6 separate regions of the Mus musculus genome follow, and regions 1, 2, 3, 4 and 5 are each linked to region 6. The links are chromatin contacts, called in public ChIA-PET, Hi-C, Micro-C and promoter capture Hi-C maps. All regions are on one chromosome and are shown on one strand. Each heading gives the region's core, a stretch centred on a gene start, on an enhancer-like site or on the middle of the called end of the contact. The rest is flanking DNA. Distances are from core to core; before and after follow the strand shown.

Region 1 (4,495 bases), core at 1,296-3,795, 320 kb before region 6:
CATCCAGCGTGAACTAAAGCACATGGCCCAAGACTCTTCAGTGGTTACTAATGTGCCAACGAGGGGACACAAGAACATTAACGGTGTCTACTTAGCCCTGCACAGATGGTGTCTCTGTTGTATGTGTATCTAGAACCCCTCAACACCTTAGGAAGCAAAGAGAAAAGATGCAGAGGTGTCCCAGAGTCAGGCATGTACCCTCTGAGATAGCTTCTTGGAGGGGGGGGTTATAGGACAAGTCCTTTCCTCTCAATACAGTCTGTCAAACAAAATTCACTGTCCTTTATGGGTGACAGAGAGCCATTTGAGGAGGAGATGTTCAGGATCTCTAAGAGAGTCTGGGTGGAAGGAAGTCTATGTTCCAAAGTGATTCTTCTGGACAGAGAGTCAAAACAAACAAAACCAAACAAAACCCCCATATTTTCTCATCTTGAAACCTTGGGCGCTCCAAGAATTCCAACTGTCATTTTTTTTTTCTGTGTTCTCTGGGCTCAGCAGTTACTCTGCTGGCCCCTCTCATTCCGAACCATTCTTTCCAGATTATTCCAAATGTCTGGTAGAACTGGGTTAACAGCAGAACACTCTGCAAAAGAAGGCAGCATTCCTGCATGTGGACTCTGATCTTTGGAACTCAGGACCTACAACCAAGCACCCTCTCTTCAGTGGCCACCCCAACCACCTGGTACACTAGGGAGGATGTCCTTTGGAGATGCATCTACGTAAGCAGCCTCCAGCCATTCTTGCTCACTGTTATATACAGGCCAGGGTAGGAAAATGGACTAATGTTGTCTTTGAATATCCCCTGGGCCATTCAGGAAATCATACAGACAGGTCACTGTGCAAGGTCTTTTAATTTTTCCATTTTTTAAAATTGTATGTGGCAGAGTAGCTGGTGTGTGTGTGTGTGTGTGTGTGTGTGCTTGTGTGCATGTGAGTTGGTTCTTTCCTTCCACCGTGTGAGTCCCCAGGTTGGAATCCAGGTCATCAGGCTTGGTAGCAAGCACCTTTACCCATTCAACCATCTCCAGGGTCTCAGTTTTGCAAGCTTCGAAGCATAATACAAATAGTAGCTATTTCCTGGCCACTGCGTGCAAGAAAAGGCGAGCTTGCCAGTAGGCAAGTAGGGAATGTTCTGTGGGTGTCTGGCAGGTGGGGCAGAGTTCACCACAGGTATGAGGCTGATCAGCAAAGGTGGGTTTAAAAGACGTCCCTGAATGTGCCTGTAGGGTCTGGTCTCCAGTTCCCAGGGTAAGGAGATGTGCGCTGAAAGTTTCCTTTCCCTAGTAGGCTCTCCTGGGCGCTCATCGCCACAAATAGCATAGTGGCAGGCCCAGCGTGAGGACAGACAGGAGGGCTGGCATAGCACACATTTCGTTCCCAAAGGAGCGGCGTCCTGGGGCGTTGGCACCTCGGGGGGCATGTGCATTCCGTGACTGAAGATCCAAGGACGACACAAGCAAAGCGGCTGCTCTGGGTCGCAGCCTGCTCCCAGTTGCAGCCTCCCGCCTGCGCTGTCAGTTGGCAGAGCCCCAGTGCCTGAGCTGGACACAGTCAGCCCCTCAACCCCTGAAGCGTATGCAGAGGGGCCACAGCCCGGGGCGGGGCAGAGGCGGAGGGTGGGTCAGAGCGGCCGCGCCTCCCTGCGACCGTCCTCGATGCCCTTCAGCCTCTGCCTTCCCCGCCCGCCACACCCACCCTGGCACCTTGGCCACCTGTTGCCGCGTGCCCCAGCTCGCTCTTCCTTTCTCCCCATTTCTCATCCTGGGACTCTAAAGATCAGATTCCGCCTGTCCGTCCACCTCCCCACGAACTCCCGGGACTCGGGGAACAAGCTGTGCGATCTAGACCAGCTCAACGAGGGCACCCGGAGGAAAGCTCAACCCAGACCCGCAGCCTTGAACTTCAGTCCTGGCCGGTGCGCGGGGCTGGGAGCAGGAGGGAGTGCGCGCCAAGGCGCACCCTTCCCACCGACTGTTCTCCCCCGTCGGGTGACCTTGGGCAGTCCCTTCACCTAACCCGCCTCAGTTTACCAACGGATGCCCGGGCCCCGAGGCACTAAATGGGCATCGAGGAGAGCTGCCCCGGGCCTCTTAGGCCCCGCCCTCCCCCGCAGCAGCCAATCAGACACTGCCGTCCAGGGGGTGTGTCTCGCCCTGAGCCGGGGCCCGGGCCTAGGGGGCGGAGTTTCCGGGGCGGTCACCTCGCCGCGGGACCCCGCAGGGGACGTCCGAGGGGCGGCGCGTGTCGTGGGGGCGCGGCTGGCACGGGCGCGCGTAGGCGGTGCCGGGCCGGGGCCCCGGACGCTACGGTCCCACGACAGGGGTGACGGGGGCGGAGGCAGCCGCTTACGCCCCTCCTGGCGCCTCCTCCTGGGCGCGCTTGGCCCTGCGGACCCGCAGGCGGAGTGCAGCCTCAGGTGCCCAGGGGCTGGAGGGCACGCGCGAGGGCGGGGAGCCAGGCGTCCCCTGTCCCGGGACAGTGAGGTGGGTGGACAGGGAGGGGAGGGGCTCGGTGGCGCATGCGCGCGGACTAGGGGCGCGGGTCTGGAGACCCACAGCCACTGGAGAGGGCACACGCTAGGAAGGGCACACGCGTGCGAGTTTTCAGGGCCCGCGGAACTGTCCGCCACTTCGAGTCCCCTGGAGCGCCGTGCGCCGGCTCCGAACATTGGTGTTCGCAGCTGTTTTGGGGGCTGGAGGGTTCGTGGAGTCCTGGAACTGGAGCGACGCTGGGTCCTCTGGTTGTCCCCTGGAGGGGAGGGCACACGGGCGGGGACATCGGGGCGCTCCCTTCTCACGGCGTGGTGCATTTGGGCGTATCTCACCGGGAGGCGTTTCCTGAGACCCTCGGGGAACTTAGAGGAGAGGTAACTGGAGGCTCCCTGACAGACTGATTCTGGGGTCACAGCCTAGGCTTTGCTGGGGACCTGAGAAACGCTGCCGGTGGGTTTGAGTCAACAGCAGCGGACCCTCTTTGAACACTAGTTTCCTCATTGCTCCTGATCGTAGTGGGGCGATGTTGGCCCCAACAGTAGGGTAGAGACGATGCCAAAGTTACCCTATGTCTCTGCCCTCCAGAGGCCAGTGCCACAGCGGGTCCTGTGTGGGGCCAGCTTTAGTCTCCTCTGTGCAGTGGCTGCGCGGCTGGCCTGATATGGGTAAAGGGAGCCGGGAGTGCCCGTGTGCTAGTCCGGAGGGTGACTCTGCCCCAATATCCACTCCAACTAGCCTGAAATAACTGCACCTCTCCTTTTCCCAAACTTTTTTTTTTTTAATTTAAAGGAGAGAATGTTCAGATACTAAAGAAAATCTACGGTGGTATATAATGTCTTTGGGGGCACTCTGCCACTGGGGTGCTCACGGGCCCCCAACCCCAACCTACTCCCTTCCTCTAAGGAAAGCAGAAAGGCTCCTTGGGGGAGGAGCACGGAACTTTCTTGGGCGACCCTGGGACACTGTAGTGGTTGCAGGCAACAGGGTCACAGTGACTTTCCCAAGGTGGTGGAGAGTTGGGGGAGATCCAGAGAACATATTGTAACCGGTTCCTTCTTTAACGTTCTACAGCCAAGTTGAAGTTCAAGGCCCTGCCTTCCCTGTGAACTGACGTTTGTGGCTGGTCAAGTTCGGGAACAAGACGTTGTCATCACAGGTAAAGAGGATTAATGGACGGCTTCCAGACTGGAATATTGTAAACGCTGTCTTTGGTTGCACTTCAGACTAGCAACAGGGCTTGGATAGTGGTTATTTTGTGGTGGAATAGTAAATGTCTTTTCAGGGCTCAGGAAGCCAGGTAAATGGGTAGTCCATGTTTCAGTTCTGGGAAAGTGCGTTTGCTTCATGGGAACCGCATTTCTTTATGGCAGGCTGCGTCGGCGTAGTTTAAAAAGGTGGTATTGCGTTAGAAATGGTGTTACTTGACTGGCTTATAAACTGGCTCATAAGACCGTCTCTTGGCTGTCTTCATATCAATTCAATGAAGTAGTCGGTTAGTTTCATCATTAGCCAGGCAGGGATGGCCCCCAAGAAGCAGCTAGAAGGGTATGACTTGGTGACCATATGAAAATCCAGAGCCAGTGGGACATGAACTGAGAGTGGAAAGCAAAGTGTCTCCTTTCCAACCTCTTAAACATGCATGGAAACACTCCAGACTCATAGTTTGTCAGGAGGGTAGGAGCCTGCGATGTAACCCATGCTAGCCTGGAACTTGCTATGTAGCAGAGGCTAGCTAGCCTTGAATTCTTTATATTCCCACCTCAGGCTCCCAAGTACTGAAAGCTGAAGTAGTTCTTTTTAACTTATGTTTGTCAAGCCTATAAACAGAGTTTATGTGTGTATATGTGTGTGCATGTATCAATGTGTGTTTGTATGTGTGTATGTGTCTAGGTGTGTATGCTATGTGTATGTGTGTAAAGGGTGGGAAGAGAATGAGAGAAGAGAAAGCATGTTTCTATTTTGTTTTATTAACTATTAAGTTGAGAAAAATATTTCCATGTGAA
Region 2 (4,952 bases), core at 2,026-4,525, 400 kb before region 6:
AGTCATTGGCCCTGTTATTACCAGGCCTGGGCTTTGCTCTTGGGGTTGAAGGTGTTGACCAGCTCCTCTTGGAAATCGGATGGAAAGTCGGAGGTCTCAGTTCCCACTGACTTGGGCCCTCGCTGGGATACTGGGTGTTTCTCCTGGCTGATTTGTGTGTATTAAAAATCCTCTGGAATGCTTGCTGGTGGCTGGTGGGGGCCTCCCCCATTGTCTATCTAGGGAGAAAGGGAATAAGTTCTAGGGAACGGTGGTCAGAGGAAAGTGATACCTGACTGGCAAGCTATAGGGATTACAGCTGCAAGTGTCAGGAGCTCCCAGGGTGGCTTGGGTCCCTCGTTTTTTTTTTTTTTTTTTCATTTCAACTCCTTCTAAAATTAAAAGAAAAAAAATGGATATGAAATAATGAACGTGTAATATTGAGGCCAGCCTGTGTTATGTCCATCTCCGGTGCGTCCATAAAACAGAAAAAAAATTTTTTAATAGTTATGCAGGAAGGGCCCCAGGAGGGCAACAGAGATTGGATAAGAGAGCAAGTCTTGTCTTTCCTGGGTCTGATGGTCTGATGTCTAGTTCTAGGGGGTACTTTGGGGGACCATCTGGAGCCTCTATGAATCTGGCTTCTCCGGTGGTTGGCAGGACAGGTCATGGAGAGGAGCCTGGTGGCCGTGTGTGTGTGTGTTTGTGTGTGTGTGTGTGCATATGTACATGCTCCTGTGCACCCATGTTCCCCAATATTTGAAGGTATAAGTTGCAATCCTCAATACAGGAAAATGCCACATTGAGGCAAGAGGCAGTGTGGCCATGAGTGCCTGGTTCCCCTGAATCCTAAGAGAGGAGTCATTCTGGGCAGGGGGGTGGGGGGGAGTCCTAGTCTGTCTCCCTAAGAGAAAACAGTTGTCAAGTCTTCTTCCTGGATCCCGGGGCCCTCTCCTGGCCCAGCCCTATCCAGTAGAAACAGTGTGAGCCCCAGTCACAGGCCTAACAGTAACTGTACGGTTCCTCACAGCCATGGTTTTAAAAAGGAACGGCAGAAGCAAGAGAAGCCACTTAGCTAATAGAATCCATTTGCTCTAACATAGATCCCAAATAGTAATCTCAACATGCCACACGGAATTACTAATGAGAGACATCTTTTCCCCCTACCAAGTCCTCAATACTCTAAACATATTTTATGCAAGCGTCCAGACTTTGATCTTTCTCAAGGGGTCGGGGGGGGGGGGGGCCCAGAAGGTGGGCAGCTTGCTATAGTGGGGCAAAGCAAGTTGAGCTGGTTTCTCAAAGCTGGAAGCTTTCTTTTGCCCCTCCTTCCCCCCCCCCCCCCCGCTGGGTGTCCCTTCCTGGCTAGGGCAGGGGACTCCTCTATTGGATTGTCAGGCCCCCAGCAACCCTGAAAACGGATAAAAGGGGACTCGGGCTGCAGGTTTCCAGGGCAAAGACGAACTGCTGGAAAGGGCTCTTCCACTGTGCTCCCAGACGCCAGGGGACCACACAAAGGGCTGGCTTCAGGCTCACAATGGTGGGGCGGTTAGTCACTGTGCCAGGGCAGCAGACAGGCAGACAGAGCCCCCTGTGTCTGTGCCTGTCAGGCTGGGCCCTTATAGCTCCTGATCCCCTGCCTGTGTGCCTTTGTCTGCACCCCACCCAGCTCCCCAAGTTAACCCTCTACTACCCAATGCCTACCTGGCAGCCTTTGGTAGTGCACTCTTGCCAAGCTTGGGTTGCCATCAAGTTACCTTGGCCAAGTCACACTCCTTCTAGAAGCTGGGTTCAGACCTGTAAGGTTTCGTTGGCCTCTCTGGGGGAAAACTATTGGCCGGGTCTCTGTCACTGTGACCTCACTGCCCGGATTTTCATGTTAGAGAACCTAGCGTGCCAGGCTCCCAACTTGTAAGATCCCACCCGAATTGGAAAGAAGGTGTCCTCCAAGGATGGGGGAGGAAGGCAGTCAGAGCTGTGAAGGCTGTAGAAGTCACCCTGGAGTGGGTGTATGTTTCAAAGGGAGCGGACTGAGGTGAATATTTTAATCCTGTGTGTAGATAGATGGATAAGATAAAATAAATTAATTATGACCCCGCCCTGTCTGGAGACTCCCTAAAGCGCTCTCGCAGTTAACCCCAGCTTCAGCTAGTTGGCAGTTACAAGTAAAATCTCTCCCAGGCCTTGGTCTCAAAGCCTCAGATGGAATTGGCATTTTGCTGTGATTTGATTATTTGATTGTTAAATTATTGATGGTTGCATAAGGTAATCCTCCCCGAAAGGTAAAAAAGCAACCCCTTCCTGCCTTTTTAATTTAAAAATTGTCTCAGTAGAGATTTTTTTCTTTCATCCTGGCTTTTGTTTGCTAAATTAAAATGGCATGTGTTTTTGTTTTAGAAAGCAGGGATTTTTTTTTTCTATGCCCAGTGTTAAGGAGAGGAAGTAAAATAAATCTTTTGAAAGTGTGCCCATCCATTCATGGCTTAAAAATTCCAAGTCCCAGACTTTGTTCTCCTTTCTCTCATTGAGTTGGAGGAAATAAAAATGTGTACTCATGCAACTCACCTGTTGATTGTTTTTTTTTTTAAGTTATTTGTTTTATAGTCTAATCCCCATTGAGCACCGAGATGTCTAGCAAGGCTGGGTCTGTATGGTCTGTGAGAGGTTGGTGCCTCACAGGTCCTGGGCCTGGCAGGAGTCCGGGCCATCAGCTCATGGGTCAACACATGTCTGTGTGCGGCAGCTCAAACTGCCTTCAGAAAGCCAGGAGTGGTGGGAGACATATGCTCTACACACAGCATTTTGTTCTGATTTATTTTAGGCCATTTAAGATGCTGTTAGCACGAAGAGTGGCGGATCTCACTCACGTTCTGAAAACCATTGGAGTTTCAAGCTCAAGTACTTTTTTTTTCCAATCCAAATTTAGGAATTGCCTTTTAGAGTAGAAAACAGCACAGGGGCACTCCTTTTATCCCACTTTTAAAGGAAGATATTTAAGCCACCCTCATTGGATCTGGAGACCCATCCCTGCAGCTGGAATCTAGAAACAGCCCACTGTAAACAAGTGAGAAACAAGATACACTCTCACAGGGGTCAGGGTCCTGGGATTGGAGTGTCCTTAGACATACACTGAGCCCTGGTCTGTGCACAGATCTTCCTTCTAAGGCTGTCATGTTATCAGAAGGGAGACTACCAACCCAGCTGAGACACTGTCACACTCCACAGAGTCACTAGTCAGACCCACAAGCTGCATCATGCCCTTTGAGTGATAAAGGGACCCGTGTAAGTACCATTACTTTAAGGCGAACCTAGACGGTCTTTGTTCCCTGTAGCTCTGCCCTGGCTCCAGGCGCTACTACTGACACTGTGAAAACAGCAGACAGACAAACCAAACTCTATAGGAAATACAACGACTCTCCGACTCTCCAAGGAAAATGGTCTGGAAGCTGTTAGAGGGGTATAGAAAGGCTCCTTGAAATTTGAAGGTGCTTCACTCCTGGTATAAACAGGAGCCTGCTCGCTTGTAGCTGTTGGGGCTACTGCAGGCCAGTGACACCAGCAGCCAGTGTTGGCGGATCTCTTGGTTTCAGTTTCTATTTGAGAAACAGAAGCTTTCCCTACAGGGTCAAGGGCTGGAGATAAGGGAATAGCTATAAACTAACTTTTTCTTAAAAAGAGGCAATGGGTGATAATCAGTATTTGCATTAAATTCATAAACAGTAGCCATTCACACACTTCATTCTCCATGTGAATTATATCTTTGTGATATAACATAGTCCTGTGATTCTGAACGCATCATGGATACATTGTAAACAATTTAGAGGTTACAGAAATGAATGCAAGGAAAGGTGGTTTGTGGTTTCTACAAAGAGACAAGCTCTCCTCACGTTTTCCTGGGCTTCCTCCCTCTTGACTCTTGCAGTATCTGTTTGCACGATGCCTGTCTGCTCCGTTGTCCCCGTTTCTTTGCCATTTGGTTCCAGAGGCACTTCTTCCTCCCAGGCGAACCCGATCTGTCTCCTCCAAGTGGCCAGCTCTGGCCCTTAGGTATTCAAGGAGAAGGCCTCCGGCTCCCTGATACCAGATTTCTTCCCTGAGGTTTTGTGAGCCCAGATCTGGCAGCCGGACCTTAATCATTCCAGCAGCAGACAGCCACACTGCAAAGCTAAGGATGTACAAAAACTCTGGGTGCATGGGAGTAGAGCGGCCCAGAACCTTGCTATTAAGGTGGAGAAGGGAAACTGAGGCTTTCCTTGGGGTAGGGGTAGAGGCAGGTAGGGAACATGGCGGTCAGCACAGGGACCTGCAGTATGGCGATATGATAAACAGCAGTATTGGTGTTTGGATCCTGGGCAGAGTAAAACAGTTGGGCCAAATAAAGCAGGCCTCTTGTTAGCTGTGAAGTGGCCGTCGGCTCTGTTGAGATAGTTGCCTCTAAGGTGTCCATTTTATGGCCTTGACTTAAATCTACCAAGTGGATTGCCAATGGGGACAAGGGGCTTGCAAGCAGGGAAACACCAGAAAGGTTAATGTAGGGATCCAGTCCCCAGATGCCATATCATAGTTAGGCATGTACCTCAGCTGGCCCTACAAATTAGAAAAAAAAAAAAGTTCCACAGAACCAGGCCTCTAGAAAGGGAGCTAACAAATGTATATACAATGTATACATGGAGTCAGCTAAATTAAAAAGAAATTTCAAAATTGTTAAATTTTGAGTTCCTTGCTGAGAACTAGAGATGTCTTTATGTTTCTCTTTCTTTCCCTATTTTTTCTTTTCTTAAAAAAAACTTTTTAAAAAGATTTATTTATTCTCTTTAATGTGCATAGCTGTGTGCACCGGCACCCCTGGTGCCCTTGGAGGCCAGGAGAAGGCACCAGATTCCCCAGAATTGAAGTTAGGATGCTTCGTGTGAGCCACCAGGTGGGTGGTGGGAATCGAACCTGGGTCTTCTGCAAGAGCGACTCACGCTCTA
Region 3 (4,990 bases), core at 936-3,435, 480 kb before region 6:
AGCTGGATTCTGGTTCTTGCTAACACGAGAGGTGTGTGTGTGGGGGGGGGGGATAAATGCTCTGGTGGGATTTCTGGAGGTCCGGTCACACATACAGAAACATGGGGGAGGGGCAAGTTCTGGGGCCTCCATCACAAAATAGTCCCTCCCCCCAAAACTATCCAGAGGAGTCCCCAGAATGGCTCCCACACCTTGGACCTCACAACCATTGGCAATGAGAAAGGCTTCACTCGTAGGTGCCACCATATCCCACCACCTAAGGTCAGGGCAAAAGCCATCTGAACTAATCCCTCAGCACTCCCAAGGGGCATACTACCATGACCCTGTTCTTTTCAGATGACAGTGAGAGGGTGAGAGGCTGCTCCAGACACCTGCCAAAGAGATGGTGTTCATAGCACCGACCCATTTAGGTCCCATGGGAAGGCCCAGCTACCTTTCCTGCTCAACTGAGGGAACACACACACACACACACACACACACACACACAGAGAGAGAGAGAGAGAGAGAGAGAGAGAGAGAGAGAGAGAGAGAGAGAGAGATTCCCTGATTTTTGGGATTTTTTTTTAACTCAAGAAGAGGGGTGGGGGGGCAGCTTATGGAGGAAGACAAATTCTCCCTTGGGGCTCTTGGGCAGAGGAAAGCTTGCTTAGTCCTACCAGATAGTGGTCACAGGCATCTAGGAGCCCAGGCTGGGCTAACAGAGACCCCCCTCTCTACTCAGGACTGACCACCAAGTTGTTCAGAGCACCACAGCCAAAAGCCTTCCCAGCCATGAAAGATGAGGTAAAGGCATGAAACCCAGGTACCACTCCAGGGAGTCCCCCAACCTCGGGCACCCAGGTCCTTCCGCTGACACTTTTTCCCATTTGATGATAAGAGGACTTTGCTGAGAAGAATGGTCAGCAATGGAAGCCAGGGCCGGTGCAGTCAAGCGCCCAACTCAAAGGCCTTGGCGCCAGAACCAGGTAGCTGGGATCTGCATGGATCCTCCTCCCAAAGGGCGGTGGGTCCCTTCACAGGCCCAGGAGATTCATTACAGGCTGCTGAGAGTCCAGGAAGCAGTGGCCTGCCCACCCTGCCCCCATCCCAGCAAGCTCAAAGCCCCGGCACCCCTCACCTTCATAAACAAACACCCAGGGACATAGCCTACCCTCACAAACCTACAATAAACACAACCACTCTCAGCCGCAGACACTCCCGCCCAGGTCTGCAGGAATAAGGAAGAGACTTTCAATCCTGCCTCTGAGGCCACCAGGTTTGGTCCCTACCCCTCTCTGGGCCTCAATTTCTTCACCTGTAAGATGGCGGAGGTGCAGAGAGCTGGGAAGGGTGCTGATCTTCAGCGACTGTTTCTACCTCTCGCCTGGAAAGTCGGTCTCCCAGGTACCGGAACCCGCCCCTCCTACAGGTCTGGTCACTGGCCTTCCTAGGGCCAAGATGAGGCTGGCCTCAGAGCGCCGGGCGACACATAGTAGGATCGCCGGGCAAGGCGGGCACAGATGTCCGCAGGTGCTCCGAGTGGGGGTGGGGGTCTGGTCCCGGCCGGCCCGCCAAGAGTGACTAACGCCCGCGAGGTGCGGTGCGCTCCGTTCGGTCACACTGCCCCTCCACCCCCAATCCGGGGAGGCCGAGACAGATTCCGTCTAAAGGAGATCGCGGCTCAACAGGTAAGGACTCGGCTGGGTTCAGGAATGTGGAAATACGACTCGGAGCAGCTACGGCGGCGAGCAGCGAGCGCGGCCCGCCTGGAGCCCGCCCGGCCGGCCGCGCCAGGGGGAGCTCGGTGAGAGGGGGCCGGGCGCAAGGCCCCGGGCGGGCGGGGGCGCGGGCCCGGGACGGAGCCCGAGGCTGCTGCGCCAGCCCCACGGCCCATCCCGAGCCAGCCGGACGAGTTGTCAAGGTAATTTCAACATGTCCGGGTGATGGATAGAGACGAAGGGCCGCGGCGGGTGCAAGGCCTGCGCGCTCGCGGCGAGTGCGCGCCCCGATCTCCCCCGCCGGGGATGCCCCACGCACCCCCCCCCCGGCCCGGCGCGCCCTCCCGGCGGCTAGCGCTCGGCCCGGGCTCGGCGCCCAGCGCAGCCCGGGGGAGGGAAGGCGCGTCCCACCCCCGGGGCCTGGAGCCCAAACAGGTGAAAGTACGCGCCCGGCACGCTCGCCGCTACCCGCGAGCCCCGCTGCGGCCGTCCGCGGACCGCGCTGTCCCTGCTGCGTATTGGCTCCGCGCCCCTCCGGAGGATCTCTGGCTCCGGGGGGGCTCGGTTGAGTCTCAACGAGGCTGGGTTGAGGGCCGGAGATACCAGCCAGCCTGGCCACTTCAAGAAACGCCCTCCCCCACCAACTCCTATCCCCAGGTCCGCTGGAGGAGGCTCTGGTGGCTGCCGGCTCCCCGTCTGCAGCCCCCCGCCCAGAGAAATACTCACCCGAGCTTCACGTAGAGGACGCCAAAGCAGAGAAACACGTAAAAGATCCACTTTCGAAAGTTTCTGTGCATGATCCAGGGAGGGGGGCTGCGCCATAGACAGCTGCGGCCGGAGGGGACGCGCGGGTGGGCAGGGGCCGGGCAGGAGCCAGGGAGCTGCGGTAGGACCACGCTCAGCCGGCGCTTCGGCTCGGGAGGCGGGCGACGCGTGGGCACCCGGCACGCGTTGCCACCATGGTGAGCCCAGGGCGCCGCAGCCGCCGCGTGCGCCCGGGGGAGTGACCCGGGCGGGGAACCGCGACCTCGGAGCCCAGCGGAGTGACCGTGGGACTCTGCGAGCGCAGGCCGGGGCCAGGAGCAGCGGGCGGGCGCTGCCTCCACTGGGCTTAGCCGCCTGGGGCCGTGCGCGCCTCGCGGTGCGCCGGGGCGGCCAATGTGTCCGCACTTGTCCGCCTCCCCAGGTGACTCGCGGCCCCGGCAAGCGAGCCGCGAGCAGGCGAGCGCGCCCCAGGTAGGAGGATCCGCCTCCCGCCCGCCCTCCTCGCTCGCAGCGCGCTCTCTCGCGCGCGCTCCCTGGCTCTCCCCTCCCTTTTCTCCTCCCTCCCCCGTGACACACGAACGCATCTAACCCCTCGCCCCCCCTCCCCAGGCCAGCTCCCTTCCGATCGCCCTCCCAGGACTGCGTGGGAAGAGGGGAGGGAGGGGAGAGGGTGCGGCTCCAAAGAGACACCTGCGCTCCTCAGAGACAGTGAAGGTGGGGGTAGGGGCGGGGGCTAAGAAACTACCCGCTCAGGGCTTGGTGGTCACTTGGTTTCCAGTTTCTAGTTAAAGAGAGAGAGACCACCCACCACCATCTCCTTTCTATGTGCAGACATCTTTCCCCTAGACGTTACCTACGTGGGTGCTTCCAGGGCCACAACTCCGGATCAGGCATTGTTACCTGCCCAACAAACTCGGGGAAAACTCGTTCCAGTGCCCGGCACTGCAGAGCGCAAGCAGAGCGTGGGACTTGAGACTGGTAGACACACCAGCCTGCCCAGCATTAAAAGTGGCACCATGACAGAGAGACTCAGAAAGGCATCCTTGGAGAGTCCCAGTCTGAGGATTCTGTCTCACTCTGCAGGCCTGTCCGATGCGGGCGGGTGTCAGATCTGATTCTTGTTGAACCGCTAAAGTGGGAAGTCAGACTGGCCTAGGTGCCTGGCACATCCTGTGGTGTGTCTCGCTTGATCCTATCCTGGATAAATGGGTGACAGGGACACTGCCTGTCACAGCTAGGTCTGTCTTAGCACAGCGGACCAGCTAGTAACCAGACACATGGTGGGTGGGTGGGGGGTGTGTGCCAGGTTTTCAAGCGTCTACAGCCCCGGACAGCAGCATCAAATGGCGCCCTTATGACAAGGGGATGAACTCGGAGGGCGCTCGTCTTTAAACTGGCCAACACCCAATTGCCTGGTGTGGAAATGAGGAGGGGTATGAGGGGGCGCTGTCCTCAGCCCGGAACCTCGAGCTCAAAAGCTACCGTCCCTGCCCCTAATCCCCTCTTAATCTCTCCAAATCCTCTGAACTTTTGCCACGACCCGACCCGGGAGAGAGAGAGTCGCTCCTGAACCCCAGGTCCAGAAGCCGGCAGGTGCAGCTGTGCAGATCGTTTTGAGTTGGAGGACTCTTTAGAAAGGAGAATTTGGACATCACAAGCAGGGAAACTAAGGCACAGATGTCAAACGGTAGTTGCAGTCCCACACCACTGTCCCCTGAAACCAAGAACTCTGGATGTCGCACAACTTGGTAGGCAGGGAGCTGAGCTGGGCCAGGTGGCTGGGAGCAAGCAGAACAGCCTGGTAGCTTGGCAGGTGGATGCTGCCATCCCGTGGCGACAGGGAGCAACGCTTGCCACAAGAGCTGGACTTGAAATGGTTAGGGATTCCTCACTTTGCCTTGGAGTCTGGGGGCTATTCCACCGTCCCCACCAACAACCCCTGTCTTGGGGTCTGTTAGTGAGACAAAATATTTATGTGGCTGCATCGGGGCTGGAATAGCAACAGCATCCACGCGTGCCTCCTCCTCCCTGCAAACAAACAAACAAACAAACAAACACCAAACAATCCTGGGGTCTTAAGATTCCTAGCCCATCTCCAGACCTGTCAGATCGGGAGGCCCAAGATAGGGTTGGCCTTGGGATTCTCTAGGAGGGTTATGTCAGAGAAAAGTGGGTAATTCTATTGGTAGATGGGACCCGACCTGCTTCTAGGCCTTAGTTTCCCCAAAACAGAATGCAGGGTTGTCTGAAGTACTGCATAGGGTCTGTAACACAGCGACGTGCTGCCCCCTGCCGACAGCAGGTGGGAAGCAGCACCGCCCAGGCGTCCTAGGAGACCTAGAATCACAGAGGGCCTCCTACCCGTCATTTGACCTTGCAGCTTGAAGAAGATGGGTTAAAGCTTAGCTCCAAGACCCCCCACATCTGTCTGTGGGATACGGTGGGGACTTGCTTCTACCGGGAAGCTTCTCTCCGAAGGGCTAGGTTGGGATTGGTATGAAGAAGACAGAAGGCTCCAGAGCCAGGAC
Region 4 (4,805 bases), core at 1,949-4,448, 290 kb after region 6:
GTATGTCTGTCTGTCTGCCTTTATACTCAGGCTTCTGTATCTCTCATATCGCATTGATTGACCCATCCTTAGAGTTGATACACACCTACAACAAGCACAGAGACCTTAGGAGCCAGGCTCCTGTCTCAGTAATGTACCCTAATTTCTGTGTGGCTTGAGGCTTTCTAGGCCCACACCCCAAATTCTGCATTTTGTGCATTTAACACAAATGAGGGAGAAGAAAGCTTCTCTATGTAATTTGGTTGATAGAGACCACATTTTTCATAGCTCTTCTCTTAGTGGCCTTGTGCTTACCCCAGAAAATTGAGGCACCAGGTTTTGACAGTAGGCCTTCCAAGGCCAAGTGCTAAGGATTCAGTCTGAGTCTTTAGAGTAGGGAGGCAGGATAAATGACATTAATTCTTCCCTATCTCCATCTCCTCCCCCACCCTCTTTTTAAAAAATAATGCCTCTCCATATAGCCTAAGCCAGACTAGATTCACTCTGTAGGCCAGGATGCTCTCAAGGTCTTGATCTGCCTACCTCAGCCTCAAGTACTAGGATTTCAGGTGTGCACCTCCATGCATGGCCACCAGTGTCCTTCTAACTAACAGGTGATTTGTGGAGGTTGCATGTTAGGTAGTATTGTGACTGTGGACTGTGATGGGTTGCTCTGCAGAGAAAGTTAATGGAACAGCTTTTCACTTGTGTGCTGATGCAGCGTTCCTGAGCCCTTTTGAGGTGCTGAGCTAGACCAGTGCTTGCTGTGAAAGGAGAGCCAGATGCAGATGTCTATAGGAACTGGCCAGGGAGAGCCTCTGGCAGTGGGAAATACAAACATGTAGATCCCGCCTTACTAATGCTGATATTTCACCTACCAATGTAAAGGGACAAAGGGAAAGGGTCAGGTTGAGGAGCAGTCTTCAAGATAGCCAGTGTCAGTCCCTGCTGGCAGCCTGTAACTCTGAGCCTGCCTCTAGCCAGCCTGTGTCAGGGGCCCCAGCATGGCCTGCTCTTCCACCTTCTCCCTGAAGTTGAGGCGGCTGCCTTGATTGCTTTAGGTAATCCTTCTGGCATCCGTGTGCCACATTCCTTATGGTAGGAGGATGTGAGGCAGAGAGATGGTTCAGTAGTTTAAAGCATTTGTTGTTACTGTAGAGAACTTGGGTTTGGTTGCCAATACCCACATGGCAGCTTGTAACTGTGTGTAGCTCCAGTGCAGGGGATCTAATACCCTCTCTGGCCTCTGAGGGCACCAAGCACTCTTTCAGAGCATATAGGCACACAGGCACTCTACACACAGAAAATAAAATAAACCATAAGTCATGTGATTTGACGTCTGCCCCCACAAGAAGGGATGTGGCTGAGCCACTGGGATCAGCTTCCCGGAAGACTGTGCAGCAGCTTCTGCAGTGCCCATATTTTCAGTGACAGGGTGTGGCTGACTTCCTCTTGCAGGTAGCACTTTGAGTGACTCAGATTTCTTCTACGCTGATTTTGAAAAAAAGTGCCCAGTTGTTTTACTCCGCGGAGAACTTGAACCTGCCCTGCAGAACTCTTGTGTGTTAGTATTTGTGATGGGCAGTGTTAATTGTCAATTCACAGACTCTAGAATCACCTGGGAGTGCCATGAGAGCCAGCTTTATCTGGATTATGTTAGTTGAGGAAGACCTGCCCATTGAGGCTGACCCTGTTCTCTGGACAGGGAAGACTGCTGAAAGGGAGCTGAGAACCAGCATGCATTCCCTGCTGTCTTCTGACTGTGGATGCCCTGTGGCCGGCTGCCTCAGGCTTCTGCTGCCTTGATTTCCTAACCATGGCGGATGGACCTTTGACTCTTCCTGCCACACTGTGCTCTGAGAGTCTCCCAGGGGTCTCGGTGCATTTTGTTAACCCCTCCCCACAAAGTCTTCCTGATCCTCTTAGGGCTGAGTACTATGTTTGGAGCTGGCCCTGTAGGTTCTAAAAGTCTGCTTCTTATTCCTTGGATTGGGCAGGCACCATTTTTAACTGAAATGAACCTCCCAGTGTGGGTGAGTCGTATGTGTTGGGGATCAGTTAGTTTTACTTCATGGCTTTAGCTGGCTTCTTTCCTACAAAGCTGTTTGAGGGTGTTTTCTTTATTCTCAGGTGGCCTACTGCCATGTGTTTCTTACTGAGAAATAACTCTTTGTAGATTATTGTTATGAGCCGTTGGCCTGTCATAAATTTGTTGGACTTTCCCTCTTACAAGCACTTAAGAGTTTTTACAGGATACAGTAGCCCTGCTTTTCTGCTGCCTTCCTGACCTGCCCCCCAGGGCACGTGCTTAAGCCACACAGCTTTCCCAGAGCCTGCACTGCATTCATGTTTGTGACAAGAGTGGGCCCTAAACAACCCACGGAGGTGAATTTTGTCCCAGTGAAAGACCCCCTGGTGTGGGGTGAATGAAACCATCTTTGTGGGGCTGACTGACCAAGGATTCAGGGTGAGCAGGCTGGGTTGCTGGTCTTATTTTGGTCCTTTATTCTCTCTGCTGCTTTTATGCACAATTTGAATCAGGGCTGCTTTGTTGGTTGATATGAAGACCCTCGGTTACTTTTGACTAATTAGATAGAGATGAATCACTTTAGTAGATTGATTTATGATGTTTGTATCCTTAGCAAGTTCATTTCCATAGGTCCCCACTGCTGAGAAGTGGGTGTCTGTCTGTGTAGTCTCCTAATTGGAATACAGAGTCAGAAAGAAGGTCTTAGCTGAAAGTCCAAGATGCCTTTCCTCATTAAGGAATAAGAAAGGGACCCAAATCTGTTAATACCACACTCAGGCAGACATCCTTGAGGTGCTGGAGGGCTGAGCCTGTCTCAGGTGCTCATCTTGTGGCTTAATGACCCATAAGGACCCTGGATTCCCTGCTGTCCCGTGTCAGGGAGAGCAGGGTTGGGGTTGAGACAGTTAGGATCCCCCAGGGACATATGAGCACCCTGCTTTCCTGAGAAACTGCGCCTATAATTTTCAAAGGCAAACTCAGCTTTTTTTTTTTTTTTCACAGCTGTAGTTTTTTTGAGGCTTTCAAAATAGCCAACTTGTTCTCCACCTTCTGAGAGAACCGAGTCTTCTTGAGGGGGTGGCAAGGGCGAGTTAAGGGGGCATACTTGCTTCCTTCGATTTGAGTGACTTCCCTTTTACTGTAGTGTTGCTTGCACTGTCATTGGCATACTCAAATGAGAGTTCCGATGCACAGCCGTCAGCTCAGTAATAGCCTGAATGTTTTCTGTAGCTGAGAAACTGGGCTGGCGCCTACTTCTCATTCCTCAAGGAGTAGTTTTTCTCATTATGGTTGTAATTAGTCATTCCTCCTAGACCACAGACTCTTTGAAGGAAGTCTGTTTACTCCCTCGTCCTGCATTAATGAACATCTGCTCTGTGCTAGCACCGTTGTAGGCCTGAGAGACACAGGCTTTGGGGTACCCTTCCGGGTTCAGGGTCAGTACCAGGAAGCATAGATGGGAGATTGAGCTTGTGGCATGTGCTGTGTGGGGCCTCTGCAAGCTACATTCTGTCCTTTGCGGTGGGGACTGTGACTGTGGGATTGACTTGTCCCCTGTGCAATTGCTGACTATAGTGGACCATACTCATTTGTGCTGCTGTAGGCATTACCCAATAGCCCTTGTCTACCTCAGAGTCTCTGCATCTTTCTCTGTCCTGTCCTATGGCAACCTTCAGTTGGGTTGGCTCTCAACTTTCAGTCTCTGTGATGATAGGGATTTATATGGGTCAGCCCAGAGCTGTGTCCAGGCTCTATGAGTCTCACCCGTCTCAACGTCACCTTCCTTCATACCACTGTGAACTTAGTATGGGCAGCCATCTACACTGGACAGACACCCCTCCACTTCCATCTCTGTCTCATTTGCTTCCCCACCCCCCCCCCCCTTTTTTTTTAATTGGCAAATATCCCTACAAATGAGCAGCCAAAAACCACTGAGTCCAGAGGGCAGTGAAGGAGCAGTTTCCTTTTTCAGACATTAAAAAGATGCTCTTGTCTCACCCTCTCCCTTCCCACCCCAGTTTCTTGTTAGTGCTTCAAGCTTGAGATAGAACCAGTTACTGCTTCAGCGAGTAATTTTTCTATGAACAAGAATGCCTACTCACAGTGGTGTTGTGAAGCCAAGAGCCCAGGCGCGGTAAGATTGCTATGTTGTGAAAGAACAGAAAGTGACATCGCAGGCCCAGGGAGTGCCTTTCTTTCTGTGCTTGTCTCCCCACCAGCATCCTGCAGCACAGCATCCTGCAGCACAGGCCCACCTTCTTCCGGAGTCTTGCTTTCCTGACTGCGGGTTCTGTGAGGTTGGTCAGGGCTATGGAGGGCGGGGGATAGGGAGCTAACTGTTGCTGTGAGAAGCAGCCGCCGGTGCTCTTCAGCTGGGACTGTCTCCCAGGCCACTGAACAGCTCCTGGGTCGTAAATATGCTCAGGCTAACCCATCTCACCCTTATCTTGTGGTTCTTGTCTGTTCACACCCCTCCCTCCAATCGTAGGTTTGTGCTGTGGCCCCACAGGTGGTGGCTGAAGTTTTCAGCAGTGGAGTAGAGAGGGAACGGTGACTGTGGTGTCTTCTATAACCTTGAATTGAACGTTATTTATATTAGAATTAAACATTCCCACTGCAAAACCAATTTGATCACAGTGTTAGTTGTTTTTGCTGAACCAGAGTTTTGTGAATTTATAGTCTGGCGTTGTGGTGCTACCCTCACCAAAGCAGGACCCTTTCTCCACAACAGAGCCCAAATCTGCGTAATTAAGTGGTACAATCTCTATCACCAAAGTGTCAGGGTTTCAAATTTAAA
Region 5 (4,858 bases), core at 117-2,616, 420 kb before region 6:
CTTTGCCTATAATTAAATTAGGGATTTCATTGTTGAGTTTTAGTTCTTTATGTAATCTGGACACTAGGTATCTATTTTTTGGCTACAAGTGATTTATCACTTGTTGAAACATTGTTACCTTTTAAATGTAGAAAACTCAAAAGAGGGCCGAGCTTGGTGGCTCAAGCCTTTAATCCCAGCACTCCGGAGGCAGAGGCAGGCAGATTTCTGAGTTCGAGGCCAGCCTGGTCTACAAAGTGAGTTCCAGGACAGTCAGGGCTATATAGAGAAACCCTGTCTCGAAAAAACAAACAACAAAAACAAACAAAAAACAATAACAAAAACAAAAGAGAGAAAGAAAGAAAGAAAGGAAAACTCAAAAGAGATGGAAACAAGACGGCCTATGAGAGTTAAATAACAAAGGGGTTTCCCATCTAGGGCTGTGTGGGGCCACAAATAGGGCTATGGTCAGACCCTCACAGCAACACCAGCCACAAAAAGACAAAGGGCAAGGTAGTACTGTATAGTATTGTCCCTATTTCTGTTTCAAATATACATAGAATTATAAAAATAGAAACGTCAAAATGTTAACACTAGTGATCTTAAATAATCAGAGTGTTTATTTGTTTTTGTTGTTGTTTTTTGTGTTGTTGTTGTTGGTGTTTTTGAGATATAGCCCTGACTGTCCTGGAACTTGCTCTGTAGTCCAGGCTGGTCTCAAGAGCAGAGATTCACCTGCCTCTACCTCCCAAGTGCTGGGATTAAAGGAGTGTGCCACTACCTGGCATATTGATCAGGTTTTTAAAAATTCTTGTCAACTTTCTAAATTTTCTCCAGTAACGTATGATTTTTGAGTTGGAAAATTATAAAGTTTTTGTTTGTTTGTTTGTTTGATACTAGAATGGAAGCCAAGGTCTCCTGTCTGCTAGGAAAGGACTCTACCAACTGAGGTACACCCTTAGATCAAGAACTGGGTATTTTTAAGGTATTCTCAAGTGTTACTGCAATTTTGCAAGACTCTTTACATCACGTACACAGCCTCAAAAAAGGAAAAATCTCACGAGGAGCTTGAGGGTTACCCGTTTTCTTCCTCCTTGCCAAGATTTACAAACTCCAAGGGCAGGAAAGCTTTCAGAACAGAAAAGTCTGACTAAAACGAAAATCTGATTCAAGTGAAATGCAGCCCTAAGGTTCACAGTGACAGGCTGAGAGCCCGCCCTGAGTCTGCGCAAACTCATTTAGGCCGCGCGCAGAGGCTCCGCCTCCCGCCTGCCCGCACTAAGGTTGGGCGTGCCCGGCGCCAGGTCCCGCCCACATACCTAGGCCCCGCCCCACACGCAGGCCTCGCCCCGGAGCCGCAGCCTGCTAGGCCGTAAATTTGCATTCAGAGCTGGCCGACCCAGGGCCCGCCCACTCTGTGCTTCACTCCGCCCGCACCGCCCGCGACCCCGGAAGTCGGAGATGGTGGCCCAGTGGCTCCACCTCCAGCTGGGCAAGGCTCCGCCTCTAGACAGGGCCCCGCCTCTCAGCTGCGAACCGCGGCCTCCAAGTATGCCGCACCCTGGACTTCATTTCCGGCGCAGGCTACTTAGAAGTCACGCCCCCAGACTCGAGAGGCCCCGCCCTACGTCTACCGCGAGTCTGCTTCCGGGGTGGAGCGTGAGAGTTGTGTGTTATTTTAAGGGCTGTGGGCGCCGTGGGCGCACTTCTGCCTTTTCTGCTCCCTCTGTACCCCCTCAAGGTGTGAGCGTGGAGCTTTCTAGGTCCCTAGAGGGGGCAGGCCACGGCACCGTCTTGGCGGCGGAGTCCTGGCACCGGGAACCCGAGGCCCCTCCTACTTTAGACTGTAGCCTCCCTCTGTACCAGGAGCGACGTGGCCCTGCCGGGTGCTCAGCCCTATCCAAGAAATGCAGAGCCCAGGCTAGCCCCGCAGTGTGAACGCCCCTTTTGGAGGTCTGCAGGCCCAGAGACGAGAGCGCCTATTTGTTGACAGCCACTTTTCAGGAAGGCCCGCACATGCTTCTGATGTGCTGTCGCAGGGCTCCTAGCCACTGTGGCCAGCACTGTCCCTCCACAGAGAGACAAGTCCTTCCACACCCTGGTTCTGATTCTCTGGTTTAATCTGTTCTGCTCAGCTGGAGCACATAGTTCCTTTCCGTGGTCACCTCTCGTCGCCAGCACTGCCCCGTTCATCATTCTTTATTCCTAGCCAGAAGACTTTAAGCATCCTGGAGGTGCCTGATGTCCCCACCCCAACTTGTTCACCGAGACCATCAAATAAAGGTTCTTTAACCTTTAATAATGGCTCATACAGAGGACCCACTGTGGCTTAAAACATCATGGGGTTGCTTAATCTACTAAATGTCCTGGCTTATCAACTCAGCACACTGGAGCATGTGGTTTCCCCTGGTGATGGCCAGCGTTGAGAAAGGGTGCTTATATCGCATTATCACCAGCATGGAAGAGATCAAACTCAAAATCCCAAGTAGTGTTTCTGCTGATGCCTGTCGCTTCTGCACCATTACAAGATCAACCCCCAAATGAAACATTGTAGATTGTGCATCATTTGTGCGCTGTCTTTCTTTGTACCGGAGTCAGGAGTGGGTTGCAGAAGATGGTCTCTATGATGCCTTTGAAGAACATGGAAAAGTAGGTGATTTCCAAGCATCTGGTTTGTTGGACCAAGCCTGCCAAGCCACTCTCAGGGACAGAATGTGTATGAAAGAGACCACCCAGTGTTCTCATATATAATTTTGAAGAAACCAGCCTTGTGCACTGAGAGTGCCTCTCTCTTCTGCACCTACTGCTCTCCTTGGGATAGCCTAAGGTATCTTATTGGTTCCATAGTGTCTTTCCAGGTCTTATGTGGTGGCTGTTGGCAGCAGTGGGTACCTAGCCCTGGGCTTGAGGTTCTACCTCATTTGTTTGCAATAGTCCAGATTTTCTAGACTGAAATGTGCCTCAGAGAGGCAGCCTTACAGTGCTTTGGTTTTTTGGTTTTTTTTTTTTTTCTTTCTCCATATTAGAAGACAAAGCTTGGGAACTGGATGGGCACCTCTATAAAAAGAAAACACATGGTTTCCAAGAGAATGGCCTCTCTGGTTTTTGTTTTGTTTTGTTTTGTTTTTTTCCCACCAATTGTGGACAGAGGCACACTTCAGCCCAATAATTTCAAGTGAGTCGAGGAATCTCAACTCAGAGACCAGTGCCCCCCTTTTTATGGGAAAAAAAAAGAATAAATGTGTCTTGGGTGTGGTCCAAGGAATAAGGACTCTTGGAGCTGAACAGGACTTAGTAGGAGGGTCTAGACTACTTTTGTGCTCAGAAAATCATTCTGGGTTCCACCTAAGCCAGTATAGGGTGAGTATTTACTCCTCAGGGCATGCTAGCCACAATGCAGAGAGGCCTCGCTGATTCAAAAGAGGCTTTCAGCTCCAAACCTCTAAAGAACTAAGGTTTCCCGGGAGTTCAGACTACTCTGAGGCCTCAGGCAAGCCCTTCATCTCCTTCTTTCCCTCACTCTCTTCCTCCGTCCCTTCCTTCCTTTCTTCCATCCTTTCTTTATTTCTTCCTTTCTTGTTAAAGATTTATATTATTTTAAATTTTGTGTGTGTCTGTGTGTGTGTGTGCATGTGATTATACTCATAAGAGTGCAGGTGTCCAAGGAGGCCAGAGGTGTTGGATTCCCCAAAACCAAGAGTTAGAGACAGTTGTGAGCCATCTGATTTGGGTGCTGAGAAGCAAACTTCGATCCTCTGGAAAAGAACTATGTGCTTTTGACCACTAAACCTTTTTTCACCCCTTAGTTCTTTCTTTTTGTATGTGTGTATATGTTTCTGTGGGCCATGAGTGTGGGTATTCATGCATGTGTGTATGTGGAAGCCAGAGTCTATGTACAGTGTCCTTCTCAATCATTCCTTTTATTTTTGAGTTTTAAATTTTTGTTTACGTGTACAAGTATTTTGCCTGTATTTATGTATGCCTGCCTGCATGCATATTGGTGCACACAGAGGTCAGAAATGGCCATCAGATTCTCTAGAACTGAAGTCACAGACGTTTGTGAGCCATCATATGGGTGCTAAAAACCAAACCTGGGTCCTCTGCAAGAGCAACAAGTGCTGTAAACTACTGAACCATCTCTCCATCCCCCTTCCACTTCGTTCTTTTGAGGCAGAGTCTCTCACTAAGCTAGAACTTAGAGATTTGGCTAGGCTGGCCAGCATGCCCCAGGGAACCTCCTGTCCCTGCCTGCCCAGGGCTGGGATTGCCCATGATGCTCAGCTCCTATATATAGGTTCTAGGGATCACACTTAGGTTCTCATGGTTGCACAGCAAGGACTTTACTGACTGAGGCAGCTCCTCTTTCTTAACTTCTCTGAGCCTCAGGTTTCTCATCTGTTAAATGTGGAAAACCATATTTGTTATTTGGGATTAAATAAGACAAAGAGATAGGATCAAAATACATTGTATACTTGTATGAGTTTTTCAAAGAATAAATATAAAATGTCAATTAAAAAAGATTAAGGGGGAACTGCAACCCTATAGGTGGAACAACAATATGAACTAAGCAGTACCCCGGAGCTCTTGTCTCTAGCTGCATATGTATCAAAAGATGGCCTAGTCGGCCATCACTGCAAAGAGAGGCCCATTGGACTTGCAAACTTTATATGCCCCAGTACAGGGGAACGCCAGGGCCAAAAAGGGGGAGTGGGTGGATAGGGGAGTGGGGGTGGGTGGGTATGGGGGACCTTTGGTATAGCATTGGAAATGTAAATGAGCTAAATACCTAATAAAAAATGGAAAAAAAGGATTAAGGGTCTGGAGAGATGGCTTAGCAGTTAAGGGCACTTGCTGTTCTTCCAGAGGACTTGAGTTCAGT
Region 6 (4,871 bases), core at 1,257-3,756:
GCAAAGAACATTCCTGGGCACCCTCTGGGTTATGCCAGGCTCTGGCTGTTGCGTGTATCTGCTGGTTGTCTTCCTGATGCGGTGATGCTATGGCCTCTGGTGGCTCAGCTTGACCAGAAGCCCCAGCATCTCCCAGGCTCCCTTCCCATCACCATTAACACATGCAGGCTGAACCGGAAACAGCAGAGATGGAGATATGCTACAGGAATAAGGCCAGAGAGGATTCTCCCCTGGGGTCAGGAGCTGAGGGCAGGGCCTGTCTACAGAGGAACAGGAAGCCAGAGAGAGTGACTGGACGTGAGGGGCAGGGCTTCCTGTAACACCTCGCATAGAGCCCTTCTGCAGCTGTGCTGGCTGGCTTCAGGATGTCCTGTGTGATAGTGAGGACCTGCCTGTCATGCCATCCTCATGAGTGCATGTCAGGGACTTACTTTTCTATTGCTTTGATGAGACATTATGACCAAGGTGACTTACAGACAAGTGTCTAATCTGGGACTCCCATGGGTTAGTCCGTTAACTATCACGGCAGGCAACATGGTAGCAGACAGGCAGGCATGGTGCTGGAGCGGTCGCTGGGAGCTTATACCTTGAGACACAGACATGAGGCAGGGAGAAAGTTAACCAGGAATATGGGTTTGTGGAACCTCAAGCACACCAGAAACACACCTCCTCTAGCAAGGCCACACCTTCTAATCCTTCCCAAACAATGTCACCATCTGGGGAACCAAGCATTCAAAATATGAGCCTATGGGGGCCATTTCTCATTCAAACCAACCCACCTTCCATCGAGAGCCTACTCTATAAAGCCAGCTCAGATCATAAAGCCTTTCTGAGGGCAGAGCCCTTCAAAGTAATCACGTGCCACATGGGTGTACTGGGGATTAAGCTTGCAATGCAGGGACTCTGGAGACACACTTTAACTTCAGCAGGGAGGGATCCCTACATGAATGCATCGAACCTCTCCTGGTAGAAGCTGCCCAGCTGAGTTCACAGGAGAAGGGTGGGGAATGACTCCCGAGAACTCTGGCTTCCTGGGAAGCTAGAAACATTTTCTAACTGGGCGACTGGTCAAGGGAGGCTTTGTGGAGCTGAAACTTTGGAGTTAGCTTGGAAGGTTGGGTAGGGCCAGAGTGGAGAGGCTCCCCCCTCCTCCGCGCCCCAGGGAGGATATGGTCTAGGCAATCCTGGAGGCAGGAAAGTAGCACTTGTGCTTGCAGGGGGCGGTGGGGGTGGGGCGACGACCAGAGTCCGGTTTTGCTGTAGGACAGAGAGGAAGCAGGGAAAGCCAGGGGTAGGAGGAACCAGCGAGATTGGTGTGGCATTGGGCTGGGATGCCGCACAAAGGTGACTCAGAGGAGGTTCCTGCCCAAAGTAGCTCTCATCTTGCCAAGACCAAGCCCTGCAGGCAGCTTAGCCTGGCATCTCACACTGCCAGCCAAGAGCCATTGGACAGACCTCATGTTGTGCTACACATGGGCATTGCTTCTCACTCTGCATTCAGAGAGAGAGAGAGCTCACCTACAGGAGCCTCTCTGGATGCCAGCCCCAGACCCTGGGACAAAGGCCTGTCTGGAAGGTAGGCAATGCTGGAGGACAAAAGGGGGCCTGAATCCTGCCCCCACCCACCCCACCCCCCAGAAAGCTTCAGAGTCCTTCAGCATTCCTCAAATCTCCTGGGGTGCTTGAGACATAATAAGGTGGGGGACAGTTCTGGATTGAGAGGGTTGGAGGTGAGGTCGTCAAAGCCCCGCAGTGCAAGCGGGTCATGTGGTCACAGGTCTAATGTGCTGTCTCCACTTGCTGATGCTGAGTTTGCTACAGTCACCCTCGTACCCTACAGTGGACCTCCTAGGTCAGACCCCATACGGTGCTGCAGGTCAGTCCTCCAACCAGGCTAGGGCCTGGGGTTCTGGAGGGTGTGGTCTTTTACCAGGTTCATTAGTTATCTTTCTGGGTCCTTGTCAACCCTGGTTTTTGAAAGGCGAGTCAAAACGGGGGAAGTGACTCCTGGAGGATCTCTTTTCCTTTAAGATAGTACTAGAGCTAAAGTAGGCTTCCTATCGCTACGGTGACATTTAAAGGTATGTGGCATTCCTGGTTAGGTACTGAGTGGGAGAGAAGGGAGGAGTTGCTCACTGCCCTCCAGGTGGAGGTTCCATGTCCTTTTCCCAGTGTGGAGCTGTGCTCTGAGTCCAGCCTGGCGGTGCCAGGACAAGTATTTCTACACCAAGCGCGGGTCTCCATTTGGCAGTAACCGTCAAGCCAGTTCGCCGGGAGAGAGGTGACAGTGGAGTGTATCCTTGTGCTCGGTTGTGCCCGTGGCTGCGACTGGCAGGCGGCCACGCGTGCGCGTGGGCACGCGCGGCGAGGACCCACGTGGGTCACCCAAACAAAGGCGGCGCCGCGTGATCGGGCGCGCGCGCGCGCACACACCGGGCAGGGAGGGCGGGGAGGCGAGGGGGCGGAGCGGGGCGGCGGCTTGCGCAGGCCCGGTCGGGGGGCGCGCAGACTCCGCGCAGCAGGACGTGAGCGCGCGACGCGGCGCCGCCTCCGCGCTCGTGGCCGGCACCCGCGGGGCCGCGTAGTCCCCGCTCCCCGGCGCCGCTGGGCTCCCGGGAGGGCGGCAGGTGCAGCGCGGCCGGGTGGCCGGCCAGGGGGGCGCCGCGGCGGCGGGTGGATGAGAGTTGGCCCCGATCATCCCGCAGGGTAAGCGGCGCGCACGCGGACTCCCACACGGACCTGGGCGACGCTGGCCACGCTCTGTCCTAGCTGCCGGGCCGCGACCCCGTGTGCCCACACTCTCACTCGGTGGCCCACAGCAGCGACCCTCCCTTCGGGGAGCAGCGCGGGCGCGCCCCCGCACACACGCTCCCGGGGCGCGCGTCACGGCCGCCCCTCGCGCGTACCACGGGCGCTGTGCGGGTCAGGGTCCTGGTGGGCGAGAGGCAGACGTCGATGGGACGCAGGGCCCAAACTATGATGTGGGGGAGTCATTAGATGGGTCACCATGCCTAGGCCGCTAGCGGGGGGGTCAGGATGAGGGCACAGCAAATGTCGTCCTACTGACCCACTCTCTTGGTGGTGGGGGAGGACTGAAAAGGAGGAGGGCTGTCCAGGCCGGTGTGGCCCAACAGATGACCCGGGGAAAAGTTGTGGACGCTTGCTCCCTTTCCACACCCTGCTCTCTGTTATATCTTTTCCTTTCATTTGGAATTAGCCTATGGGATTCTGGGGACAGTTGGCACCTGGGCTGGAGCTTAGGCCTATGTGTTTATACAACCGTTAAGGTGGGGTGCTGTGTGGCAGTCCCTAACCTAAGACTTCATCTGTCCAGAGCGGGACCAGCACCTCTGAAGGGTGGAGAGGGACTGACTAGTCTGGATGTTGGTTCCCCTGTGGCCTTCCTACCCGTGGCCAGGGTAAGAAGCAGGCTTCTAGGGCCAGAGGCAGAACCTTGTACTCTTTGGAACTTCCCATTTTCAGAGATAAGAGAGATTCAGTTTGGGGGGACCTTGTTCAGAGTGGGTTCCCTTCCTGCCTTGCCTTGTGTAGATTAGGGACAAAATTAAAGGTGCTGAGTCTTAACGCACTCCCCCCCCCAATCCTCAATTTCGCTGAACCCCAGCCAGGTAGGAGCTTGCTTTAGGGCCAGGTTCAGAAGGAGGGGTCATGGTCCAGGCTCTGTAGGGTTTGAAATAAAGGACAGTTGGAAGTTAGTTTATCTCGGATACCTGTTCTGTGAGATCGGGCAAGGCACTGTCACAAAACCAGCCCTGCCTCAGTTTCCTTATCAGTGGGTGACTAATGACAAGATAAGAGTTAACAAGATGGTGTGGGTTCCACGGCAGCCAGACACACTCTAGGTGAGGAGTCAGGCAAGGCCATCCACCCTGTGCCTCTCAGGTGGCTTAGTGGCCCTGCAGAGATCGGAAGAATCTTCTCTCATTCTGCCCAACCTGTTCCCAGGCCCATTTGGGGATACACAGCCCAGTCCAGTCAGAGTGCTTTATTTAGTATCCCTGACCCGTGCTAGGATGAAGCCACAATATAAAGATGCTCTCTGGGACACCCCAGCTGGGAGTCTCAGTCAACATGCCTGCTCCTCCCTCCTCCCCAAACTGCTTGTGGACTTGGAGCCCCCTGCCTTTGCTGTGGTACTGATTACTGAACTCCCAGGGGTACGGGCTAGGATATCTAGGAGGTTGGATACCCAGGATGGAATTCTTTGTGGACCATCATTTCCCTGCTTTCCTCTGCCATCCTGGCTGATGGTGGTGAACATGGCTGTCCCTGTTGGTTCCGGAGATGTCTGTCTGAGTCCATGCTAGAACTTATGTCCTATAAACTGCCCGAGATAGTCTCAGAGTTGAGGTCTGTTTCCACCCAGCCTGGGCACCTGTTTATCCTGTGCCTCCTCCCCAGGCAGGCAGAGAGGTTTTTGCAGAGGTGTATTCCTTAAGGGAAAACCAGTGGTCTCTCTCTCTCCAAACCTCCTGGTGCCCTCCATTATCGTGGCTCCCCCGGAGTGGCGCCAGCAGACAGCGCAGTCGTCGGTGCCAACAGCCGTGGCCTCCGCTGTCCTCATTCTCTCTGGGCTTCACCTTCACCTTCACCACCTAGAAAGAGGAGAGTCGGACCTGTTTCCTGAATCAACATTTCTGCCTCACAATAGCGAGTGCTCCACACAATGGAAACAGTGTCACCGGAGGCTCTGAGACTTGGCTGTGCTTGTACGGCATAGGAAGTTACAGCTGTTTAGAAATAGCAACTCCAGCCATGCCACATCTGGACAGAATTCATGTCTGGAGAACCAAAGGCTTAGTATTCTGCTGTGGGATCCTTGTTGGCTAATGTGCTTTGTGGTGTCCCTT

The links. Hi-C and Micro-C count contacts between places; a contact is called where the count stands out from the background. ChIA-PET counts read pairs in DNA pulled down with a chosen protein or histone mark. Capture Hi-C pulls out chosen DNA fragments and counts their contacts.
Region 1: a contact with region 6 is called in a promoter capture Hi-C map of pancreatic islet. The contact joins the promoter of Ppara here to the promoter of Gramd4 in region 6. A contact is called at or near these places in 9 of 39 promoter capture datasets (the 3T3-L1 cell line, embryonic stem cells, hippocampal neurons and 3 more), 21 of 484 Hi-C or Micro-C datasets (B cells, CD4 T cells, CD8 T cells and 13 more), 5 of 115 datasets of contacts at active chromatin or transcription factors (acute myeloid leukemia, embryonic stem cells, forebrain and 1 more) and 3 of 9 other capture datasets (embryonic stem cells, embryonic tail and pancreatic islet).
Region 2: a Micro-C map of the G1E-ER4 cell line shows a contact between it and region 6. The contact joins the enhancer-like site here to the promoter of Gramd4 in region 6. A contact is called at or near these places in 3 of 39 promoter capture datasets (hematopoietic stem and progenitor cells, maxillary cranial neural crest and pre-B cells), 3 of 484 Hi-C or Micro-C datasets (the G1E-ER4 cell line and cortical neurons), 8 of 115 datasets of contacts at active chromatin or transcription factors (bone marrow-derived dendritic cells, bone marrow-derived macrophages, embryonic stem cells and 4 more) and 1 of 9 other capture datasets (embryonic stem cells).
Region 3: a contact with region 6 is called in a promoter capture Hi-C map of liver. The contact joins the promoter of AU022754 here to the promoter of Gramd4 in region 6. A contact is called at or near these places in 4 of 39 promoter capture datasets (hippocampal neurons, liver and stem cell-derived epiblast-like cells), 4 of 484 Hi-C or Micro-C datasets (the G1E-ER4 cell line, cortical neurons, liver and 1 more) and 1 of 9 other capture datasets (liver).
Region 4: an RNA polymerase II ChIA-PET map of memory CD8 T cells shows a contact between it and region 6, with 37 read pairs. The contact joins the enhancer-like site here to the promoter of Gramd4 in region 6. A contact is called at or near these places in 3 of 484 Hi-C or Micro-C datasets (CD4 T cells, CD8 T cells and memory CD8 T cells) and 1 of 115 datasets of contacts at active chromatin or transcription factors (memory CD8 T cells).
Region 5: a contact with region 6 is called in a Hi-C map of erythroblasts, with 3 times the contacts expected there. The contact joins the promoter of D130051D11Rik here to the promoter of Gramd4 in region 6. A contact is called at or near these places in 5 of 39 promoter capture datasets (3T3-L1-derived adipocytes, hippocampal neurons, liver and 1 more), 3 of 484 Hi-C or Micro-C datasets (embryonic stem cells, erythroblasts and regulatory T cells) and 5 of 115 datasets of contacts at active chromatin or transcription factors (bone marrow-derived macrophages, embryonic stem cells, large pre-B cells and 2 more).

The regions. Positions count from the first base shown.
Region 1 is chr15:85,733,231-85,737,725 of GRCm38.p6, forward strand. It overlaps Ppara (peroxisome proliferator activated receptor alpha), which reads left to right and starts at 2,546. Exons shown (of 8, transcript NM_011144.6): 1 at 2,546-2,866; 2 at 3,564-3,648.
Region 2 is chr15:85,654,341-85,659,292 of GRCm38.p6, forward strand. No RefSeq gene overlaps it. Among named protein-coding and RNA genes, the nearest start is that of D130051D11Rik, 22 kb to the left of the region's middle. Within about 2 kb of position 3,276, at least 137 of the 459 cell types and tissues checked have an H3K27ac peak or open chromatin away from gene starts, as enhancers often do. A contact at or near this core is called in the G1E-ER4 cell line, bone marrow-derived dendritic cells, bone marrow-derived macrophages and 3 more, where this site is marked.
Region 3 is chr15:85,578,957-85,583,946 of GRCm38.p6, forward strand. It overlaps AU022754 (expressed sequence AU022754), which reads left to right and starts at 2,186. Exons shown (of 5, transcript NR_040433.1): 1 at 2,186-2,461; 2 at 3,294-4,990. It overlaps Wnt7b (wingless-type MMTV integration site family, member 7B), which reads right to left and starts at 2,865. Exons shown (of 4, transcript NM_009528.3): 1 at 2,424-2,865. The coding sequence starts at 2,494.
Region 4 is chr15:86,341,818-86,346,622 of GRCm38.p6, forward strand. The region is part of intron 8 of Tbc1d22a (TBC1 domain family, member 22a); the gene reads left to right. Among named protein-coding and RNA genes, the nearest start is that of Tbc1d22a, 130 kb to the left of the region's middle. Within about 2 kb of position 3,199, at least 107 of the 459 cell types and tissues checked have an H3K27ac peak or open chromatin away from gene starts, as enhancers often do. A contact at or near this core is called in CD8 T cells and memory CD8 T cells, where this site is marked.
Region 5 is chr15:85,633,230-85,638,087 of GRCm38.p6, forward strand. It overlaps D130051D11Rik (a long non-coding RNA gene), which reads left to right and starts at 1,367. Exons shown (of 2, transcript XR_003951642.1): 1 at 1,367-2,806.
Region 6 is chr15:86,056,256-86,061,126 of GRCm38.p6, forward strand. It overlaps Gramd4 (GRAM domain containing 4), which reads left to right and starts at 2,507. Exons shown (of 19, transcript NM_001379572.1): 1 at 2,507-2,706. The coding sequence starts at 2,678. Gm41375 (a long non-coding RNA gene) reads right to left here and starts at 2,361. Exons shown (of 3, transcript XR_875536.2): 1 at 2,137-2,361; 2 at 475-586.